Regions from separate parts of the Pan troglodytes genome. Here region 2 is linked to region 1. The links are chromatin contacts, called in public HiChIP or PLAC-seq maps. All regions are on one chromosome and are shown on one strand. Each heading gives the region's core, a stretch centred on a gene start, on an enhancer-like site or on the middle of the called end of the contact. The rest is flanking DNA. Distances are from core to core; before and after follow the strand shown.

Region 1 (4,146 bases), core at 641-3,140:
CTTCAGCAGCCAGGATAGTTACGAAAAACCCTGCAGAACAGTATGGAAAAGTACAGCTTCTCACGTGTCCCTCACATACACAAACACTTAGCTCTGAGTCCATTACAACCTTACGTCCCCCCTCAAACTGCTCCCCTCCACCTCACAACTGGGAGAAGTTGATCAACCTCCTAGTTGGTCCCCAAGAGACTCATTTACCCATTATTTTACTCCTCCCGCTTTGATCCCGATCCCGCCTCAGACTAAGGTGGCCCTACTGGCCCCAGGCAGACCACCCCCCCACCCCCCGGCGTGCAAACAGGGAATCTAACCAATTCCCTCCATCCTTAACCAAGTGAGCGATCCCATGATAACAGGCTGTTCACCAACTCTGTGAACTCCGTGGTCCTCCCACCCCCACGTGTCAGCTACCCTCCCCCACATTCCCACACCTCACGATTTAGGCCGAGGGAAGAAAGGGGGCAGTCGAAAGCCTGGCCCCTAAGAGATCAACCCACTGGAGTCTGTCCCACTCCAAATCCCCTCCCACCTTCGGCCCCTATCCCTTACAGTCCCTTCCTCCCTCCTTCCTTTGAAACCAGGCCCTTGCCTCAGAAACCTCCTCTTCCTCGTCGTCGTCGTCCTCTTCTTCCTCGCTGTTGTTACTGCTGGTGCCGCCGCCGCCACCTCCGCCTCCACCGCCGCCTCCACCGCCGCCGCTGTTGTCGCTGTCGCTGCTGCTTTCGCTGCTGCTGGGGGGTCGGCAAGTCCGGTTACGCTTGGCCTTGTGGTGCTGCTGCTGCGGCGGCTTCTTCTTCAGGAGCAGGTCGCAGACTCGCACCATCCCACGAGGAGACGAGGCCGAGCGAGCTCCGCTGCTGCCGCCAACGCCGCCGCCGACCTCCGCCGCCGCGGGGGGGCCCGCCACAGCCGCCACCGCCGGGGGGCTCCCTTCTCCTTCTGCAGCCGTCGCCGCCGCCACCGGAACCGTCGCCTTCTCCATCCCCAGGGAAAGAGGGAGGGCGCGGACGGGGGAGGGGCGTGGGGCTACGCTCTACCGCGACTTCGGCCGCACTGGGGCCGACACAGCAATCGGTGCCGCCTCCGCCGCCACCGCCTCGGTCACCTCTACTGCCGCCGCCGCCGCCGCTCCGCCAGCTCTCACCTCGTCTCGCGATACTAAGGGCGGGGAGCCTGACGATGGGAGGGAGGGAGGGAGGGAAAGGGAGGGAGCAAGGGAAGGAGGGTGAGGCGTAACAGGGAGACCGGGTGTCGGGAGAACCAGAGGAGAGGAGACTGGAAAGAAGCGGGGAAGTGTGCCTGGGGCAGCTTCCGAAGGGGAACGGCGGGGACAGATGAGGGGGGCGCGATTGCAACCAGAGCGCCCGCGAGCTCCCGGATTTCTCCTCTTTCCTCGCTATTTCCCGCACACACAGCCCTGCAGCCCTCCCTTCTTCCTTCCTGGCTTGTGATTAGAACGCAGCCGCAGGCGGAAGTGCAGTGACGCCATCAGTCGTCGCCTGAGCCGTGGCGCGCGGGTGGCCGAAAGGCGAAAGTGAGATTTCAAGGGCCGGGTCTGGGGCCCCGCGGGCGCGCAGTGCTGCGACGTGTGGGGAGTACGGGGAGGCTGGAGAGGAGCCGGCCCCGGGCAGTGTGAGGTGCGGAAGCGCGGTCCAGACACTTTGCTGACGGGAGGCCGGTCCGCCAGATCCGGGAGGTGGGGCCTCGTTCTGGACTGCTGTACGTAGTTTTATTCCTGGTCATTTTTTTCCACCGCCAAATCGAGAGATAGAGCTTTGGATCATGAGAGATGGCGTCGTGTTGGGAAAAGAGCCTTCTTTACCTGAGTTTAAGCTCGGCTCATAGACATCCTCTACCTGAGTTTACACGTGTGTAATATGAAGGCAGTCGATTAGGAGATATCTAAGATCATTACTTACACCTCAAGTTTCCAAGGGGAGGAAGACACGGGAAGGATGCGTGGTCTGTGCCAGACTTTGTAGACGATTCACTGAATGACCCTGATTTAGCTCTTCCGGTCCTCTTCGATTCAGCTTGGAAGCAAGCATAAATAGTGATTGTTGTCTGTATACTTCTCTCGGAAGGAATGCTGTTATGGGAGTTGTGGGTTCATTTTTAGGTGTCTGAAGAAGTTTCAGGACTTTTGAAATGATAGTGGAGCCCATTGAACTCAGAATTATCCCTTTCTGGTCTAGTAGGAGTATAGTGGCATAAGGAAAATGAAGCAAACATCAAAGACAGATGTACTGGCACAAGATTAAAAGTATGTCTCAGCTGACATAGTTGCCATTTTAAGACTGCTAAGTTTAGCTGAATATGCCTGGATTTTTTTTTTTTAGCATTTTTTTTCTTTTTAGCATTGGCATACCATATGAAATGTGGGCAGTTGCCAGTACTCTACAGAGTACCATGGCAGAATTGGCAATGACTAAATCAATTCATTCAAACAAAAATTCATCATGTGCCTACTGTGTGCATAATTTGTGGAATCAAAGTCTCTTGTTTCCAGGGGCTTTACAGTGTAATAAGTGCTATAGTAAATATATATACGGAGTGGTAACCATCTGCCTATTCCTCTCCTACAGTCGTTGCTGAGTTCCAGTGTAGAACAGAGCACTGCATTGTGTATCTCACCACTACTGATTTAGATTTTATAATTTCAGCTGCATCCCTCCCTCCTACTTTGTATATTCTTCAGCATCTTTTTCTCCCTTTCCACTTGAATACTTTTCGCAATCTTTAAATCCCAGCCCATTTCATTATATGACTTTTAACTTAGAACTTCACAATTTTCCAAGTGCTAGAAATTTCCTGAGATTGCCTTTTCTCCATTATCAACGAATGAGAGACTCCCTGTTCATATGTGAGATTAACTCTTAATACATATTCTAGTTCCAATACCCCTCTTTCTCATGCATTTATTATCTTTTCTGTTGTCAACCTTCTACAAATTCTGGTTCCTTAGCTAATTCTTCTGTAGCTTTCAATTATTTCCTTCACAAGCAAACTTTCTTTCTTTAAAAAGTATTCTATACTCAGGAGGCTGAAGCAGGAGAATCGCTTGAACCTGGGAGGCGGAGTTTGCAGTGAGCTGAGATCCTGCTACTGCACTCTAGCTTGGGCGACAGAGCGAGACTCCATCTCAAAAAAAAAAGTGTCTACATTCAGTGTCTTTTTTGTTTTCTGAAATTGACTTGTCAGCCCTCTGCAGTCTAGTCTCTGTGTCTATCGTGCTACCAAAAATGCTCTCTTTAAAGTAATCTCATTGTTTGGAAGAAAATGAGTTTTTTGCTCTTTAATATAATAGTGAAATGATGATCCTGTTTCACTAGTAGGATAAGGTTCAAAACTATTAAAATGGACAAGGCCTGTAAAGTCACTTTCTTTTATTTTTATCTAACTTTTTTTTTCCCCCGTTAGAACCTCTGGCAGGGACTGACTAGCCCATGAAACTTATTTCTTCTTCCCAGGCACACAGCTAAACTAAATTTCACAGCTTTCCTTGTAGTTGGTTATAGTCATGTGATGAACTTCTTTTTTTGAGACAGAGTTTAGCTCTTGTTGCTCAGGCTGGAATGCAATGGCACAATCTCAGCTCACTGCAACCTCCGCCTCCCGTGTTCAAGCGATTCTCCTGCCTCAGCCTCCCAAGTAGCTGGGATTACAGGCATGTGCCATCACACCCGGCTAATTTTGTATTTTTAGTAGAGACACGGTTTCTCCATGTTGGTCAGGCTGGTCTCGAACCCCCGACCTCAGGTGATTCCCCCACCTCGGCTTCCAAAGTGCTGGGATTACGGGCGTGAGCCACCGAGCCTGGCCGTGATTAACTTCTAGCCAATTAAATATGAATGGAAATGATGTGCTCATTTTTAGGGTTAATGAAGTCCTCCTATTCTCCCTTACTCTTTTTTCGTCAACTTGATGCCTTTGAGCATGGTGACCTTCAAAACTATGTATTGGAGATGCCAAAGCCAGAAAAGAGAAGAAGAATGAGTGGCTGAAACAGTACTTGGAAGAGAGCCACCCCAATTAGAAACACCCCTTTTTGCACTTATTGTAAGAGAAAAAATTGAGATTTGAGAATTTATATGTATAGGAGCTAGAATGACCATAGCTAGTCCAGAAATTGGTACAAGAAGTGGA
Region 2 (4,146 bases), core at 800-3,299, 190 kb before region 1:
CAGGGGTTGCAGCGCAGGGTACGCGCACGGCTCGGCGCCCCTCACCTTGGCCAGGATGTAGTGCTGGTAGGCTGCCAAAGGCAGCGTGACAGCACCCCGTAAGGCCACGGTGGAGAGCAGAATGCTGCCCCACCAGGGCAGGCCCGTGGCGGCGTGCACGCCGAGCAGTACTTCCTCCGCAACCCGCACCGGCGAAGACGCGGCCAGGGCCTCGTACCAGCCGTTCGCATGTACTGCCGAGACTGGTGCCACTGCCCACACTGGGAGAGTGGGGCGCTTGGCGCCGCTCGTAGGAACCGGCGCAAGCGGCAGGTCCCTAGCCCAAAGCTGCAGGGCAGGGAGCGGCCGCAGCCACCGACCGCCGAGCCGGCACAGCATTTCTGCACCACGGCGGAGCCCAGATCCCGGGCCTCACAATCCAGCGGACATACACCAGCCAGCCAAGGCTGATACGCGCACGCGCCAGCAACAGCGGGCATAAAGCGCATGCGCGCCTGCCTGCAGCCGCGATTGACCTTCCCAGTCAAGCCGGTGACGTCTTGCGTCGCAGTGGATGTGACGCAAGAGATAGGAAAGTCCCGCCTTTCCCACGCGGCACTGGATAGGCCTACTGCGCACACGCGAAAGTTTCCCGCTGCTGGGGTGTAGTTAGTCCGAGGCCGGACCAAAACTGCAGAGACGTGGGTGGAGCCTGCTGCCCTCCGCCAGGCTGGGTGTTCTTTAGGGAGCTCTCGCCTTGTAAAGTTCATCTACACCGTCTAACTTACCATTCTTTTTCACTAAAGCTAATAGTCATTTGTAGTGGAATTATCCTTGCTCGGTTTTTTGTGACCAGAAGCTGATCCCCAGCCTCTTTACGTGCACCTGATTGCTTCCGTTAGCGATTACGATAGATTATCATACTCAAGAGTCACACGTTGCTAAAGTACCTGCTTGTAGAGAGACGCATGTTTCTTGCTGACCCTGAGTGTTAAGCACGAGGGATAGTTCAGTCTCTTGTAGATTTAATTGGCCCATCTGTTCCAGTTAGTATTTTGACCACCACCTGCAAACTGAATTTCTTCGGTGTTTTGTCTTCCATGATAAATAGCAGCAAAAATCTTATAGTAAAAGTGTCATCTCTTTATTTAAGGGAAACTATCACTGGCAGTTCACTGGCAGTACGGTGAATTCCTTGAGTTTACTTGTATCCTATATAAGCTTTAAAGAGCCTGAACAGCAGCACTGGCTGTCTTCTGGTTTAAAGGAATACGTTGAATCTACATGGACTATATAGTTTTAACTTTTGTGTTCCTGGAAACAACAAAATGGAATGTTGTGGAGGAGTTTCCTCACCGAAGGGTCACCCCTAGACTACAGACTAAAATATGTTGTGAGGAGTAAACCTTGATTTTTATTTATTTATTTACTTACTTAGGAAAAGAAGCCTCCAACAATGTTGGGTAATGTCAAACGCCAGCTATCGTTTGCCCTTCACTGTGCACCTAACCAAGGGTACCCTACGATAACTTTCTCAGGATTCTGGAATTCATCTGCTTTCCAAACTGACTGATAAATCTATACATGAATTTTTAAATGTGTTTAAACACACAGCACAACACATGCTATATATAAACTTTTTCTAAAAGAAAAACCTACCAATCTATTTCTTTATCCATTTATTAAGCTAACAAAAAAGCCATCAGTTGCTACTACTGTTCAGCTGTTCATAATCTGAACAGAATTTTAAAGTTATTTTTGCTAGACACAGTGGATCACGCCTGTAATCCCAGCACTTTGGGAGGCCAAGATGGGAGGATACCTTAAGGGCAGAAGTTAGAGATCAGCCTTGGCAACATGGCAAGACCTCATCTCTACAACAAATACAAAAATCCTCCAGATGTGGTGGCTTGCATCTGTGGTCTCAGCTACCAGGAGGCTAAGGTGGGAGAATTGCTTGAGCCCCCCCGGAGTCCAAGGCTGCAGCGAGCAATGATCGAGCCAGTGCACTCCAGCCTGGGTAGCAACAAGATTCCCATCTCTTTAAAAAAAAAAAAAAAAGCAAGAAAAGAAAAGAAAAAAAAAGCTGTAAGCTGTTCTTCAATTCCTAAGATTTAATTTTGTGGAGTTCTATCAGGGGTCACAAATGAGATTTCAGTGTTGGAACACATTTTTTGCTATACATTGTGTTCATATATTACATTCTTATTTTAAAAAGTATTTCCTTAAGTTTGAATATTGATCTAAATAAAATTTATGAATATTTAGTTTCTGCTAATTTCATATATGTGTATAAACACATTTCTTAATCTATATAACAGGGATGACTAGAACTTGCTATCTACTTGGTAGAGGATGTTGGGGTAAGTAGTTGTCAATTTTAAAGCCCAATGCAAAAGAAAGTGTTACTACTAATGTATAGGTACTGTTTATACAACATTGTGATTATTTTGTATCTTTTGTTTCAGAGTACAGTACAAAATGATCTACAACTATTGAGTGGACCAACTGAAATCATTTGTCAATCCTCTTTGCAAATGAACTTGTGCAATGTATTAAAACATTTTTAAAAGTTCAACATTTATAATTAGCTTATTCCAGTCTTTGATATTAGTGTTATGTCAGTTAATTTCTCAACTTTAAATTCCTTAAGAAGAGACTACGTATTACATTTTCTTTCTGCAGTCTCTGTAATTCTTAACCATCATGGTGCCAAACACAGGAATGGAGCTTGCTATGGACTGAATGTTTTTGTCCTCCCCAGATTCTTTTTTGAAACCCCAAGGTGATGGTATTTGGAGGTAATCGTTTTAAGGGTAGAGCTCTCGAATTGGGTAAGTGCCCTCATAGGAAGAAACAAGGCTGGGCATGGTGGTTTACACCTGTAAATCCCTGTGCTTTGGGAAGCTGAGTGGGGAGGATCACATGAACCTAGGAGTTTGAGGTTGTAGTGAGCTATGATCATGCCACTGCACTCCAGCCTGGGTGACAGAGATCCTGTCTCTTGGAAAAGACAAAAGCAAGATGACCTTTTTCTGCCCTACACGAAGAAACTGAAAAGGAAACAGCCCTCTGCAAACCAGAGAAAAGGCCCTCAACAGAAACCATAAAGGCTGGCATGTTGACGTTAGACATTGTAGCTCTCAGAACTGTGAGAAACACATTCTGTTAATCTCCTCAGTCAACAGTATTTTTGTTGTAGTAGCCTGAATTAAGTGCTGAAAATTTGAATATGGGGTGTAATTATCATGTAATCATTTAGTCTTCTCTTTTCCCAAATATGCCTTCTGAAATGTTTGTCAAACTAAATGACTGTAGCTTACTAGGGTATATATAAAACAACAACAAAACACCTTTAAGAAATAAACTATTTCCATGAGCAATTGTTAGTGATCCCTTAGAATCAGATTAAGATTTCAGTTTTTCTTTCTTACTTAAGGCATTACTTCTCAAAACCAAAGCTACCTAATTTAGAATTGGCTTTTTTCTCTTTATTGAAAGACATCCCCTTGACATCTTTCTTATCATTGGTTTTCAAGCATTGAAAATGCAAAGTTGGCTTTTGTTTTTCAGAAGTGTGAATTCATTTAAAAGCAGAAGTATAATATGCAACCTCCTACACCACAGATATTAGGTTTGTACTTTCTTACGTTATAAAGGTATTCTGTCAAAGCCACAGTAGCACATTTTCTTTTACACTTATCCAAAATTCAAGTGATATTTTTGCAATCAAGGTGTGCAACACATTAAGACTTATTAAAGCACTGATAATGCCCCATCTTAAATTCCAGTCACCTGAGTTAATCAAATGCTGTGACTTAAGCAAGCATTTATCAATAGTATATGTATTTCCAAAGACATTAAGGAACATTCGGAATTTAGTGTCAAGGACAGCAAACATTAAAAGTGTAAGATATCTGCATAGATTCATTTACGTAAGTAAAATATACTGAGAATGGAATACTGAATTTCTGCTTATAGTGATTAAAAGCAGTGACTTGGTTGTTCTTTGCTATTTTAATCATTTTGAAATAATCCTGATTTTAAAATCTGTTATTAAAACAATGTTTTGGTACACTTTAAATGTTCTGTAATGCCAGATCTGTGGGAATAAGTGTTGTGAAAAACATCAACATGAAAATAGATTTAATAAACTAGAGGATCTGA

The links. HiChIP or PLAC-seq counts read pairs in DNA pulled down with a chosen protein or histone mark.
Region 2: an H3K4me3 HiChIP or PLAC-seq map of stem cell-derived excitatory neurons shows a contact between it and region 1, with 5 times the contacts expected there. The contact joins the promoter of COX18 here to the promoter of ANKRD17 in region 1. A contact is called at or near these places in 1 of 7 Hi-C or Micro-C datasets (stem cell-derived neural progenitor cells) and 1 of 1 datasets of contacts at active chromatin or transcription factors (stem cell-derived excitatory neurons).

The regions. Positions count from the first base shown.
Region 1 is chr3:56,853,607-56,857,752 of NHGRI_mPanTro3-v2.0_pri, reverse strand. ANKRD17 (ankyrin repeat domain 17) reads right to left here and starts at 1,890. Exons shown (of 33, transcript XM_063809573.1): 1 at 590-1,890. The coding sequence starts at 982. It overlaps LOC107974297 (a long non-coding RNA gene), which reads left to right and starts at 1,602. Exons shown (of 3, transcript XR_010156574.1): 1 at 1,602-1,719.
Region 2 is chr3:57,042,668-57,046,813 of NHGRI_mPanTro3-v2.0_pri, reverse strand. It overlaps COX18 (cytochrome c oxidase assembly factor COX18), which reads right to left and starts at 2,049. Exons shown (of 5, transcript XM_009447750.5): 1 at 46-2,049. The coding sequence starts at 749.